Linked DNA regions of Mus musculus: regions 2, 3, 4 and 5 are each linked to region 1. A link is a contact called in public promoter capture Hi-C data. All regions are on one chromosome and are shown on one strand. Each heading gives the region's core, a stretch centred on a gene start, on an enhancer-like site or on the middle of the called end of the contact. The rest is flanking DNA. Distances are from core to core; before and after follow the strand shown.

Region 1 (2,700 bases), core at 15-2,514:
TCCTAAGAAAAATCCCCATGCTTCCTTTTTTGAGAAACAGCATTGCTTTGGAAATGACTCCCATGCCCATACAGGTAAGAACTTTGGCTCAGCATTTCTGTTTTGTCTGCTGTGATAGCAATTTTTGATAGTCAGACTGAATACATCTGGAATTAACTAAAACCCAATGGGCTGAAAACATGCGAGGGATTTTAATTAAAGCTTTTAAAGTGGAAAGACATTTCAGGATCTTTTGAGGTGACAATATTCACCTTTAATCTGGGCCACACCTTCTGGTAACAGCCTACTTTTGTAAGTTCATTTCTTTACTGGCATTAGAGCCCCTATCTTTAAAATCGTGGGTTATACTGAAGACCGGCTGAGACAACCAGCCTAATGGACTGAACTAGTGAATTCTTCAACTTTTAGTTGGTAGACAGCCCTTCTTGGACTTGCTGGACCACAGCCTGTGAGCCATTCTAATAGATTCCCTTTCTACCTACATAGAGATCTGTTTTATCCCTTCTGTTCATCTAGAGAACCTTCACTAATACACAGCTATGTTCTTTTCACCTTAACTCAGGAACATGCTGGCTAAGAATAGTGTTCATAAAAGGCATGTTTCTATGAACCAATTCATTCTAAGTATTCAAGTTACCATGGAGACTATACTTTTCATTATTACTAATTTGTCAGGAGACAGGCCTGCATTTCATGAGGAAAACTCCTATAGGAGTGGAGTACCATTCAGCCTTCTGGTGGGAGGTATACCTATCATTGTGTTTCTGATCTGGTTCCAGCTTTTCTCTCAGGATATTCTGACGTACCCTTGCCTCCCAGGTTACATGCAGTTGAACTTCACCTAGCCTCAGTGTCAAGCAAAAGAACAAACGTTTTGATTCCTAAAATCTCTCCTTAATTGTTAATATTGTGGCTCCCTTCTACTTGTGGGACACAAAAATCACTCCACTCCACATTGTGAAATGAGATGCACAAGCCAGCCACCCAGTGTCCAGGAGGAAGAAGGAAATGTTGCTGAGTGCAGAAAGGCGGAAGGGTGAATGGTTGGAGGCAGGGGCAAATGCGACTGAAATGCAAATATGTGCATATCCGGGAAAGGTCTGGCCTTGGGGTTGATATCAGCTCTAGCAAACACTGTGCTGTGTCCCTTCTGCATCCTCTAAGCATAAGGGGGAGGTTCTTGTCACTCAAGTCTCATTAGCCAATCAGACCCTTGAGGCGGACCTCCAGTCAGAAGGGGAGGCGGGCTCTTCCGGGGGACTTTCTGCAGGCTGGAATCTGAAGCTTCCTTAGTGCTAGTGGTTCTTTGCCACTACCTGCGGCTTAAGCGCGAGCCTGGGAGAGAAGATATGGTGAGCGAGGGGCGGTTGCCTGGTGAGCAGTGGGCTTGTGAACCTCGGGAGCCCGTGTGGTTGGCCCTCCCTGGGGTCGGATGGGAAGCAGTGGTTAGATGCAGCCTGCTGTGAGATTCTTTGTGGTATTTGCATCTCCCTAGACCCCAGTGGTGGTCTGGGAGCTGCATCTGCGCAGAGCCTTGGGAACAGGGGTAGTGTGTAGAAGTATCCTTGTAGTCAGTTTCACCAGGCTTTTGTTGCATCTGAAGATGGCAGTTTGCCAAACTCAGAGAGTCCCAGTTTCTCTAGCATCTCTAGAATTTCTGTGCTTCATATTTAATATTTAGGAGTACGATCCATTTGGAGTTAGTTTTGGGGAGGTAGTAAATGGCGTTTCATGTGTTCGTTAGCACTCCGCTAATAATCTGTGATGGAGAAGGGTAGAGTTGATGATGGAAAGGATTTACCAATGCTTAGGAGATAATAAGTCACGCAAAGTAGAGTTTAGCTAAGGGTGGGCTGCCTCTAAAGCATCCTAAAGATGATGATAAGTAGTATGCTAACCAGGCTTCTTAGACATGAGGTGATCAGAAACACATGTTCACTCACCAGAATTGTCTCGACATTTGGCCCCAAACTCTAACAAAAGATTTACAACCAGCCACTAACGCAATCCGCATATTAAAAGGCAGTTAGTTGTCTAAAAGCTATTCAAAGAAGTAGTGCACGGTCACAACTAACATCAAGGTCTGGTGTGCTATACAGGTCTAGTTTTTCCCACTAAAAAAGCATAGTTTTGCCCGATGGGTAAGACACAGCTCTTTGAAAAGGAAGGGCACTGTTGTGTTGAGGGCTGGCCTGATCTAGCAAGGTTTTCCCTGAGGCTTTCCTGTGTGGAAAAGGAGCACTGCCCCTTCTCAAACTGAGGAACAAACCTGGTAGATCCAGTAGAAACCTGGATTGACACAGTTAAGTCAGCTCAGAGGTTTGAGACACAGGCCACTCACTGGCTGTAGCTGTGTGTCATGGGTTATACATCTCAACAGCTAACACTGTGCCCAGAGGCAAGGTCAATCGATATCTTATTAATGGCATTCCCTCTACTAAGGAAGGATCTACTCTTTTTCCAGGTCAATAGTGCTAAGATTTTTTTTTCAATTATTTTTACCTTTTAAAAATTTTTTAACTTAATAACATGTACACTTTTTATTTTCTTAATTTAGGTTATATGTGGGAAACTGAGACAGTAATTCAAATAAAAAAAGTGTTTTGGTTGTACACATAGAAGAGGTAATGGAGCAGAAAAGTGAGAAAAGCAGAGAGAACAACTGAAGGTGAATCCCCACAGGGAAACTCCAAAGCAATG
Region 2 (2,700 bases), core at 115-2,614, 520 kb after region 1:
AAACTGCAAACCTAGAGTTCTCCGCCGTACTTGCAATGAACTTGCCTGCCTAATAACCTCGGGGAGAAGTGAGCCTGCTGCACCTGCTAAGGTTTCAGGAATTTCTTCAGCCTCTGAATTATTTCCTGAGTCTTAACGGACCTCTCTGTAGAGAGCAGGCTCAGAGGGCAAGAGCATTTGCTGCCAAGCCCAAGGACTGGAGACTAATCCCCTGGGGTGGGATAGAGTGAAGAGAAGCGAGGAGACAAGGCCTGCCTTTAGAACTTCCTTAGTCCTCTTATCAAACTTTCCTCCAGTCATTTCAACTGAGAGAAAATCACTATGCAACAGCAGGCTGCAGTCAGGGGGCTGTGTGAGTTTTTCTATTTGTTTGTTTTTACAAAGAATGAAACCCAGGATTTCAAGAATGCTGGGCAAGCACTCTAACACTGAACTAGCCAACACTTTTATTTTTTTTTTTAAGTCTGGAAAAAGTCTCCTTAAGTTCTCAGATGACCTTGAAGTTGTCATCTTCCTACTTCAGCTTTGCTTATACATGAGATGCCCTGCACTACCAAGCAAAATAACATTGAAAAAGAATAAAAATGATCTATATTGGATCTGGGTAGGGTGGCCAGCACTCGCGAGTCAAAGGCAGCGGCCACTATCAGCACTGGCTGCTCTTCCAGAGGATCTGTATTTAATTCCCAGAACTCACACTCACAACTAACTGTAACTCCAAATCCAGGATTCAGACACATTCTTTTTTTTTTTTTTTTACCCGCTCCCACCTCAGACGAATTCTTAGGGCCCCGTAGGAACTGCACAGCGCGCGCGCGCACACACACACACACACACACACAGAGACAGATACATACTTATATATTTTTAAATCTTCAAAACCTTCTTATGGCTGTGTTTAAATAACAGTACTTGTACAGAATAGTTGCATAAAGCATCATAGTATATTTCATAAGTACCTAATTTTCCATTTATGTTAATGTGACCTTGTGTACTTATTACCGTATGGCTTGCATGGAAAAGGCACCCTCAACCCTACCTTGCGAAAGCTCCGCCTCCTCCCAAACCCGCCCTCAAAAGGTCCCAAGTCCTAAAGTTTGTATCTTAGGGTAAGCTTTTCTCCTCCCCAAACGGAGGCTCTTTCCTAGATAGATGCCGGAAAAGTTGCTGAGAAGGGACGGGCTCTTCCGTTTCAGGGTCTCTTGCTGATGTCAATCCCGCCCTGCCCGTCTACATCTTTTGCGTTCTTAGTTCGCCACGGCCGACCTTAGCAAGCTGATTTGGACCTTTGGTACCTTCTTTGTCATGGCGGCGCCCTGAACAGACACTTGTGTTAACCCACCTAACGGTTTACCTAGGCGCTTCCTATTCCAAGGTGGCGCTCAGACCTTACCGGAAGTAATAGACCGGAAGTGGGGCGGTGCCTCTGCCGGAAGCCAGCGCAGCGCTGGGAAAGATGGCGGTGGTGGGCAACGCGGTTCCTTGCGGAGCCCGGCCTGGCGGGGCCCGGGACAACGGGTCTCCTCAGCCTGGGTCGCGATTGCGGCCGGGCCTAGCTGCCGGGCCAGCACTCATAGCGAACGGCGACGAACTGGTGGCCGCCGTGTGGCCGTACCGGCGGCTGGCGCTTCTGCGGCGCCTCACCGTGCTGCCGTTTGCCGGGCTGCTGTACCCAGCCTGGCTGGGCGCCGCCGCCAGCGGTTGCTGGGGATGGGGCAGCAGCTGGACCCAGATACCCGAGGCCGCGCTGCTGGCGCTCGCCACCATCTGCCTCGCGCACGCACTCACTGTCCTGTCGGGGCATTGGTCTGTGCACGCGCACTGCGCGCTCACCTGCACCCCGGTAAGTGCGCGCGCGCGCCCGACCCCGACCCGGACCGGGACCCAGGCACAATGGGGCCTAGCGGGGGTACCGGGCTGCCGCGGGCTTGCGAGTCTCCAATCTTAACAGCTCGATTCTCCAGCGGCGCCCCCTGTCCTATGGCTCAGGCCTACTTCTGACCCCGCTGTGACTCGCCATGCAGTTGTGGCTGGTTATTTTGATTCACAAGAAACACCTGGAACACACTTAGAGCAGGATCCATATGCTACTGTTAGTGTGAATTGTTCTCTTAGCTCCCATATGGTGTATTGTTCTTGGAACGGTTCCGCCTTGCTTCTCCGTCATCTCCTACCTTGGTTTTGGTTTTCTTTTCTTACTCTTTTTTTTTTTTTCCTGTAAGATAGGATCTCACTATGCAGCCTTGGGTCGTCTAGGACTCACTGAGAACCGCCTAGCTCTGCCTCCAGAGTTCTCGGGTTAAAAGCCTGTGTCACTATTTCTGGCTTCTACTCTTGTGTTGGTCTTTCTTTCTTTTTTTTTTTTTTAAGTGTTAGATTAGACCTGTGGGGTAATACCCCCAAATGTATGAAGCCAAGTCCTATGGCCCAGTGTTCAGCTTCTGTCTGTCCCTTGCTAGACCCAAAAGAGAGTGTAATTCATTCTGGTGCTGAAGATGGCCAGGAACTACTTGTAAGTGACTTAAAATAGCGTAGAGTCTCAAGTTATCGGTAAGGTATGGTTAAGATGAGGGCTTGTCAGAATGGTGCAGTGATTCTAAATTCAGAACTCTAAACATAGTGTCACTACAGGAAGCACTGACTTTAAGGTACTCTAGGTTGAGGGTAATACCCAGTGAGCACACTACAGATCACCAGATT
Region 3 (2,700 bases), core at 157-2,656, 560 kb after region 1:
TTTTTTTTTTAGATTTATTTATTATTATATGTAAGTACACTGTAGCTGTCTTCAGACACACCAGAAGAGGGAGTCAGATCATGTTACAGATGGTTGTGAGCCACCATGTGGTTGCTGGGATTTGAACTCTGGACCTTCAGAAGAGCAGTCGGGTGCTCTTACCCACTGAGCCATCTCACCAGCCCAGAAGAATTCTGAGGAGTCATAGAGTGGAGGACCCTGAGGGCTGCTGGGAGAACCCCAGGGCGGGGGGTGGGAGGGACTGTGAAAAGGACCAGAAATTTTGCGGAGCCTGGGACTCAGGTGTGAGAGGCCTTGAGGAAGAGGCAGGACTGGGGAGTGGGAATTCTGAGGAGCTGTGGGGAGCTATGAGGAGGAAGACCCACAGTTCTGAGGAAGTAGCCAGGGCAGTGAGGAGAGGGGAAGGCACTCTCAGTTACCAGTGAATTTGATATCAGTTTGAACTATATGAGGCACTGACTCAAGACGCTGAAAATTTAGGGTACAGATATAGTTAGGTTGGTAGGGTTTTGTCTGGTATGCTTGCTGCCCTGAATTCCATCCTCTTCACCACACAAACAGGGCCCTGTGGCACACAGCACTCATCCCAGCACTTAGGAGTTAGAGGTAGAAGAAAGTTCGAGATCATGCTCCAATCATAGCAAACTCGGGCAACCTTCATTACATAACAAACTTGAGGACAGCATGGGCAATAAGAGACTCTGTCTCAAGTTATTTTTGAAACAAGGTCTCTCTGTATAGCCCTGGCTGTCTGGAAACTATGTAGCCTAGGCTAGCCTAGAGCTCACAGAGATCCATCTCCCTGGTGTTGGGATTAAAGGCATGTGTCGCCTTGCCCACCCACAAATTTTTGAAATTTTTGAAAAATATGAAGATGGGGAGCAAACAGTGAGGATGCAAGCCTCTGAGGAAGTAAACTCAGATGTGAATGACTGTAAAGAACCCGGGCCCTGTGAAGAAGTGATAACCTAAACAGATCCAGGACTAAAGAGAAGGCAGAGGCACTGGAGTAAGCAAGGGACGAGGGCCTATGATGGGGAAGGTAGCCATAAAGTGCACCAGACTTAAGCAAATGCAGGCGGTAGTCGTTACCATGGCAACCCCAACCATGGGGTTCCTTTCTTACTGGCAGTTGAGAAAGGAAGTTTCTAGCTAGTCGCTGAGGAGGGGGAACAGTGCATGGTGCTGATTGGTGACGGCGCCCACAGGGGGCGTGTCCTGAGGGGTGGGAGGATCAGAAGAGAATTCCTGTTTCCTAGACAACCCTCAACCCTCAGCAGCCGTTGAGAAGCTGTTTGGGGCGCATCGCGAAGGAGAGGGTGATGCACGGCGAAGATAGATGAAAAGGGCGTTTTATTGGCTAGTGGACTTGAAGGAGGCGTGGTCCCTGGGTCTGCGGCGGTTGGCTGCTGCGCAAGCGCGAGAGCCCGGCGGGACCTGTCCCTCTGCGCTCGCTCGGGACTGTAGCCCATGGCCGCCCCTCTGCGTCCCGTGCCGCCACAGCCCGCCCCGCGCCGCCTGCCGACCACAGCTCCACTAGGCCATGACACGAGCGACGTCCTGCAGCAGATCATGGCCATCACCGACCAGAGCCTGGACGAGGCTCAGGCCAGGTGCGGCTCCCGGGCAGGAAGGGAAGGGGCGGAGGCGGGATGAGGATGGGACAGGTGCAGCTGAGCTTGGAGTGATGGACAGGCGGAGTGATCTTGGGCCAGAGGGAATGAAGGATACAAGAATTTGTCCTGGACTAAAGGGTGACTTCGTGAGGAAAGAGGGTATCAGAGTTATGGAGGTAAAAGCCCGGCCCTGGGAACAGGAGACATTGGAAGGGTTAAGTGATCTATTATTGGCGGACGCGTAGGGTTGGGGTAGGGCAAAGACCGCAAGTTTGCAAGTCACACAGTGGAAGAGAAGCTACTGAAGAGCCTGTACTAGAATGATCTGATACAGGATCCGTTGAGAACTTTCAGGAACGGATATGGGGAGCTGGGTGGACATAGAGGGCACCCGTCTTTTTATAGTTTTTATTTTCTCTTTGTGTGTATGTGTGTGTGCTCCCGACATGTGAGTAGAGATCTCCAGTTCTTTGGGAGTGTAGCGAGTACACTAAACCACTAAGCTCTCTCTCCAGTGTACCCACCCCCAACCTGGCAGGAGCTTTTATCACCAGGCTTGCTTCAAACTCATCATTTTTTTTAAAGAGTCAGTTATTTTATGTATATGAGTACACTGTAGCTGTCTTCAGACACACCAGAAGAGGGCATCAGATCCCATTACAGATGACTGTGAGCCACCAAGTGGTTGCTGGGAATTGAACTCAGGATCTCTGGAAGAGCAGTCAGTGCTCTTAACCACTGAGCCCTCTCTCCATCCCTCAAACTTATTAAAAGATAACCTTGGAAGGATCTTTGAGTTCGAGGCCAGCCTAGTCTGCAAAGCGAGTTCCAGGACAGCCAGGGCTACACAGAGAAACCCTGGCTAGAACCATCCAGAGACTCAAACAAACAAACAAACAAACAAAAGATAACCTTGAACTCCTGATCATGCAGTCTTTACCTTCAGAGTGCTGGGGTGAGAGTCATCCGCCACCCACTAACCACATCCCAAGGATTCCTTTTCTTTATATTTATTTGTCTGTTTGTTTGGGAGAGGACCTCATGTTTCCCAGGCTAGCCTGAA
Region 4 (2,700 bases), core at 103-2,602, 540 kb after region 1:
GGTGAGTGGTTCTGAGCAGTGGCCCTGGCCCAGCCTGGCCCAGCTCAGCCACAGACCCAGCTCAGCCTGCTTCCTTCTTGACAGTTCAAGCTGGTCATCGGCCAGGTCCTGGCCCTGGACTTCTGCCTGGCACTCCTGGCTGACCGTGTCCTACAGTTCTTTTTGGGGACTCCGAAGCTGAGAGTGCCTTCCTGAGAAGATGGTGCTGGTATCCACTGCCTACCCTGGCTGCCACTGAACAGGAAAACCGCCGCTGCCCCAGGAGGGAGCACTGCTCCCATCTCCACAGTGAGGCAGCCCTGCCTTGCTCTTGGAAGACTGAGTTGGGACCCTTGTGGGCATCCGCTGGCCGGGCTAGTAGAAGAGTCCTGGCTAGCACCTTTGGTAAATAAATCGGCGTCTGCAATTTTATAAAGCTTGCTGCCACTTATATCTGTGCCACACAGGGCCCCCTGGGAATTGGAGGGGCCAGGTGGTCACTCAAGGGCCTAGGATTACCACAGGCCCAGAGGAGAGAGACACCCTCTGCGGGCGTTCCTGGACCTAGGACCTCAGGTTTTCTAGTGTCGTGCACATCCTCTCTCTTGTCAGGCGCACTGTCACTGGCCACCGTGGATAGCCTCCTTACATGCATGGAGGTCACAGTGCAAGGTGTTTGTGGCCTTGCCTGCCCTAAAACCACTGACTGCTTTGAAAGGGAGCCGACCACCTCAGGAGCCTCACCCACTTAGACAGTGGTTTGCACTTTTACTTGAAGATTTATTCTCTCTTCATGCTGAACCAGAAAAGAAGACATCAGATCTCATTATAGATGGTTGTGAGTCACCATGTGGTTGTTAGGGATTGAACTCAGGACCTCTGGAAAAACAGACAGTGCTCTTAACTGCTGAGCCATCTCTCCAGCCCTGGTGTGCATCATTAATCTCAGCAGGCAGAGGCAGGGGATCTCTGAGTTGGAGGCTAATCAGTCCCACACACCAAATAAACCAAGCCAGGCCACATAGTGAGACACTTGTCTCCAAAACAACAAAACAAACAAAATAAGCCTGCCCTGGAGATTTGGGGTTTATTGCAGTCCTTCATTGCAGTTCTTCACAGGAGTGCCCTGGATCTAAAAGCCTAGGCGGGGAGTTAAATCTAGTCGCTGGGTGTGGAATGTTCTGGGGCAGACATCCCCGGCTTGCTGGAAGAGTGCTACAGGGACTTAGGGTGCTACAGAAATCTACAGAAGGGACCCCTGGCTCGCTGGGGCTCCTCTACTGGGGTAAACTCTGGAAGCTAGTCAAATGCGATGGCGACTTCCGGGAGGGGCGTGGTCGTCTCGAGGCGTGGCATAGCTGGGGCGGGGCGACACCACTGGGTCGGCAGAGGCAGGAAATCGGGCTGGTCCCGGGCGGCGCGCAGCCCTGTCCCTTTCTCAGCATTGCCGCGCGTTCCCCACCCCACCCCCTGCCCCCGGGCATCGCCATGGACTCAGCGGAGACAGGTACGGGGTGGGGACCGAAGGGGGGGGGCCTCCCACCACCGCTCCTCAGTTCCTAAACCAGAAAACCCAACTTACCCCTGAGCTATCTGACAGCCGGGAAAGGAGTACTGACAGGGGAAGGAACGAGGGGATCCCCGAGCACCTTGGAGACCCCTGAAGCGCACAGTGCTCACGACGCCAGCCTTCAGCCCTCGGATTGCCCGCCAGAGCGGGCACCCCGGATGCCTGGGGGAAGGGGCCCAGGAAGGGGAAGTGGCCGCTTCTGCTTCTGATCGTAGGATGGATGGGGGCAGGGTGTCATGGCCAATATTCCTGCAGGTAGCCCCGAGGCATCAGGCTAGGGGGCGGCGGCAGAATTGTGGCTAGAACTGGGTTATGTTTCCGGCTGTCTTTGTGTATCGAGTGTCATTCAGTCCTGTCCCTCGTGGTTTCAGCGGTACTCGCGTGTGTTTATACCGCAGGCTAAGTGCCTGTGTGTCCCACGTGCTTTTCCATCTGTCTGGCCTGGGGTCCATGTGGCTCCATTGTCAAGCCAGCCCTCTACTCCAGCATTCATATGGCAGCTGCATCTGTTTCCTTCCTTTGCTTATGGGTCCTCCCATGCATGGTGTCCCTGTGGCTGTGAGCAAACGCTTCTCTGAGATTTTACCTGGATCCATCTGTGGAATCAGAAATGACCCCACCGAAGCGCTCTCTCTCTCTCTCTCTCTCTCTCTCTCTCTCTCTCTCTCTCTCTCTCTCTCTCTCTCTCTCTCTCTCTCTCTCTCTCTCTCTCTCTCTCTCTCTCTCTCTGTCCCCCTCCCTCCCCCCTCCTTCTCTCCCCTCTCCGCCCGCCCCCCTTCCCACCTCTGCTTGAGAGTGGTTGTTGAGGTACATTCGGATTGCTTTGCCACTACTAATGGGTGGAGAGAGACACTGGTTGGCTCATGTTTTCTTACACTTCCCTCCCCCAGAGCTAACCCCAGCTCCTGAGGGCAGGAAGAGATACAGTGACATCTTCCAGAGCCTGGACAACCTCGAGATATCATTGGGGAACGTGTGAGTCTGAGCCTGTGTCACCACATTGGGCAGAGCTCCCTAATTATTTGGGTATCATGCTGCCCCACATCCAGACACCCTGACTTCCAACCTCCTGAGCCTAAGACAGGAGCCCCCCCCTCCAAACAACTGGGCCCTCTGGTATTCTAGATACATAGGTATTTGGGGGTCTATCT
Region 5 (2,700 bases), core at 145-2,644, 620 kb after region 1:
TGTGGTGGGGGATGGAGAAGGCACGGGCCACCTGGCCAGCTTCTGGCACAGCACATCCAGCTTGTGCTCAGCGTGGGAAAAGGCCCAGACACAGTGGCACAAACTTGAATCCCAGCACTTGGAGGGTGAGGCAGGACTCTCACTAGTCCTGCTTTCTGAAATTCTGTTTCAAAAACAATGCTGGAGGGATGTGAGATGTCTCAGTGGCTAAGAGCCAGAACTGCTCCTGCAAGGGGCCTGAGTACAGCTCCCAGCACCCACGCTGGGCAGTTCCAGCTTCAGGGGACCCAATGTCTATTTCCTGTACAGACACCTTCACAATAAATTCACAGACATGCCTTAAGAGTCGACAAACTGCTGCCTTTGCAATCAGTTTAATTCCTAGAACCTGCAGAGGTGGGGTGGGGTGGATAAACAGCTGGGCACAGCAGGTGTGTCTGTGACCCAAGCACTGTCAAGGGACATGCAGGAGGATCTGTGGACTTGCTGGCCAGCCAGCCTAGACAATCAATAGTCTAGGTTTAGTGAGAGACTCTTAAATAATAAGATGGAGGAGACTAGAGGAAGGCAGACCTGATGGGAGCCTCTGGCCTCCACTCATAGGCATCACTGTGGAGAGAGAGGCTCAGTCCCACTTTGGTCGGACAGCCATGGTTGCTGCCTCTGCAGGGGTGGGTGGGGTGCTGATCTTTTCCCTGTCTTCACCTGAAGCTATGATAGCAGGGACAGTGAGCAGTCCTAGAGAACCCAACCAAGGGGCAGCGCTGACCCTGGTGCAGAGTGGATGCGAGCTGGGGGAGCAGCCCCCCCCCTCCCCCCCCGCCACTTGGGGCCTGATATTGGGAGGTCCCACTCAATTCCAGCTCCTAGGACAGGAGCAGCCAAGCTTAGATCTCTTTTCAGGTCCAGTGTTGAAGGGAATTAAGCCTGAAAATCCCAAATTACTTCTAGAAAGGCAAGAAACCATCCAGCTAAGGCACCCGGGTGCCCTCCCCATCACTTGTTCACAGGCATCATGCATACATTCTGTACTCCAAAATGTGCCAGGGGCTTTGGCAAGGCATCCTGAGCCCCCTGTGGCTCCCAGTGGCAGTAGATATTCAAAGCCTCTGTGTGACTCCAAGCCCCTGACCACATCTCAAACAATTTCTCTCTGACAATAGAGAACCTGGTGGGTGACTATGAGGGCTGGCTTGCCTGGAATGCAGTTTCCTTGGCAACTCAGCTTTGGATGCACCTGCAAGCTCCCAGCAGACCTTAAGCCCCAGACTCACCTGCCTCCTGCCTGCCACCCTGGCCGCGACCCCTTGTCACCCACTGACCTGAGAAAGCGCCTCTCCTCTGGCAACTGGACAGGGCCCGTGTTGTTGTGCACACTGCTGCTCATGGTCGCATGGGCAAGCTGGCTCCGCGCTGCCTTTTAAGTGTGGCCCGGAGGCGGAGCCCTGTGACTAGGCACCTGCTAATCTGAGGCCACTAGGAGGCGCTCCATACAGCCATTGGCCAAAGCACGGGGTGACTTAACTCTGTGATGACTGGGCCGCGGGCCCAGCGATTAAGGATCCACGATAGAGTCACTATAGAGTCAACATTTTATTTGACCACTCTTTATTATGTGCGTTGGCTCAGGCCCTAAGTGTACCAGGTGAAGCCGAAGTTGGCATTGCTCATCTCCTCCTTGGTGCGCAACCCATACATCTCGCCAATGAGGGGTGGCACCCATCGTGTGGTATGGAACACAGACTCGCCCACCTTCCAGTTGGGCACATCCTTCATGATGATGGCTTCCTCCTCCAGGTTTTCCCGGAGAATCTGCAGGGTCCTGTGGCCACGAGGCATGGCTAAGCTCAAGGCAAACCATTGTCCCTTCCTCCCAGTCCCTGATAGCTCCACTGGACCTCCCACCCTAGCCTACCTCCGGTCCTTCTCTGCCTGGAAGAGCGGCATGAGGGCGATCCTGGCCTCCAAGTCCTCAATCAGCAGGCGCCTGGAAAATCAATACCCAGTGGGGTCAGATGTGGCCATTGGGAGAGTGTGGGACACAGACGTGACAGGGCCACAGGGCGCTGGTGGGGCTGGTGGGGAGGGGGAAGCTGGGGCCAATGCTGGCCACCTGAGTTGGGACAGGAGGGCAAGCTAGGGCACAGCTGGCACAGGCAGGCAATAGCAGCCATAAAACTGCCAGCTTCACACTTTCCTTTCAAATAAACATTTTTTAAAAATCCTAAAAATAGCCCTGCTTGATGCTCTGGATGGAGGGGGACACTCATCACTAGGCTCTGGGCTTTACAAAACCAATTCCCTTTGTTCTCAAAATAGCAGGGGGCTGGGCCTGCAGGGCCTTCTTCCACTGTTCTTATTTATCCCCACAGGGAGTCGAACTTCTCAACTTCAGGGGCTGAGGAAACGGGAACCCAGGAAGGAATCTTTCCAGGGAAACTTTTCATCTATGACACTCACGGTCTTGGGCTCTCTGGTACCTGCCACCATGTACCAAGGCCAAGCCCACCACCTGCTGGTTACCACCCACAGTGCCAGCTGTGAAGCCCAAGTCCAACAGCTGAAGGCCTGGTCTCAGCGTTTTACTTCAGGACAGGAAGTAGGAGTTCCCTCATCCTCACAGAACCCCTCCATGGTGGTGAGCAGGGCCTACCTGCGCTCCTGGTTCCACCTCATCATTCTCCAGTAGCCAAAGATCAA

The links. Promoter capture Hi-C pulls out the DNA fragments that hold promoters and counts their contacts.
Region 2: a promoter capture Hi-C map of hippocampal neurons shows a contact between it and region 1, with 2.5 times the contacts expected there. The contact joins the promoter of Atp13a1 here to the promoter of D130040H23Rik in region 1. A contact is called at or near these places in 7 of 39 promoter capture datasets (the 3T3-L1 cell line, the C10 cell line, cranial neural crest and 3 more), 1 of 484 Hi-C or Micro-C datasets (B cells), 1 of 115 datasets of contacts at active chromatin or transcription factors (embryonic stem cells) and 2 of 9 other capture datasets (adipose tissue and pancreatic islet).
Region 3: a contact with region 1 is called in a promoter capture Hi-C map of neural stem cells. The contact joins the promoter of Pbx4 here to the promoter of D130040H23Rik in region 1. A contact is called at or near these places in 4 of 39 promoter capture datasets (the 3T3-L1 cell line, cranial neural crest, liver and 1 more) and 2 of 115 datasets of contacts at active chromatin or transcription factors (embryonic stem cells and extraembryonic endoderm stem cells).
Region 4: a contact with region 1 is called in a promoter capture Hi-C map of maxillary cranial neural crest. The contact joins the promoter of Gmip here to the promoter of D130040H23Rik in region 1. A contact is called at or near these places in 4 of 39 promoter capture datasets (the 3T3-L1 cell line, cranial neural crest, liver and 1 more), 1 of 115 datasets of contacts at active chromatin or transcription factors (embryonic stem cells) and 1 of 9 other capture datasets (adipose tissue).
Region 5: a contact with region 1 is called in a promoter capture Hi-C map of hippocampal neurons, with 2.3 times the contacts expected there. The contact joins the promoter of Yjefn3 here to the promoter of D130040H23Rik in region 1. A contact is called at or near these places in 5 of 39 promoter capture datasets (the 3T3-L1 cell line, the C10 cell line, cranial neural crest and 2 more).

Annotation. Positions count from the first base shown.
Region 1 is chr8:69,269,840-69,272,539 of GRCm38.p6, forward strand. D130040H23Rik (RIKEN cDNA D130040H23 gene) reads left to right here and starts at 1,265. Exons shown (of 5, transcript NM_001384124.1): 1 at 1,265-1,352.
Region 2 is chr8:69,789,799-69,792,498 of GRCm38.p6, forward strand. Atp13a1 (ATPase type 13A1) reads left to right here and starts at 1,365. Exons shown (of 26, transcript NM_133224.2): 1 at 1,365-1,843. The coding sequence starts at 1,457.
Region 3 is chr8:69,831,218-69,833,917 of GRCm38.p6, forward strand. Pbx4 (pre B cell leukemia homeobox 4) reads left to right here and starts at 1,407. Exons shown (of 8, transcript NM_001024954.2): 1 at 1,407-1,634. The coding sequence starts at 1,492.
Region 4 is chr8:69,807,335-69,810,034 of GRCm38.p6, forward strand. It overlaps Gmip (Gem-interacting protein), which reads left to right and starts at 1,353. Exons shown (of 21, transcript NM_198101.1): 1 at 1,353-1,486; 2 at 2,440-2,524. The coding sequence starts at 1,468. It overlaps Atp13a1 (ATPase type 13A1), which reads left to right. Exons shown (of 26, transcript NM_133224.2): 25 at 1; 26 at 85-415. The coding sequence ends at 195.
Region 5 is chr8:69,892,589-69,895,288 of GRCm38.p6, forward strand. Yjefn3 (YjeF N-terminal domain containing 3) reads right to left here and starts at 1,395. Exons shown (of 6, transcript NM_001353930.2): 1 at 1,323-1,395. The coding sequence starts at 1,387. It overlaps Ndufa13 (NADH:ubiquinone oxidoreductase subunit A13), which reads right to left. Exons shown (of 5, transcript NM_001382215.1): 3 at 2,654-2,700; 4 at 1,916-1,987; 5 at 1,581-1,822. The coding sequence ends at 1,633.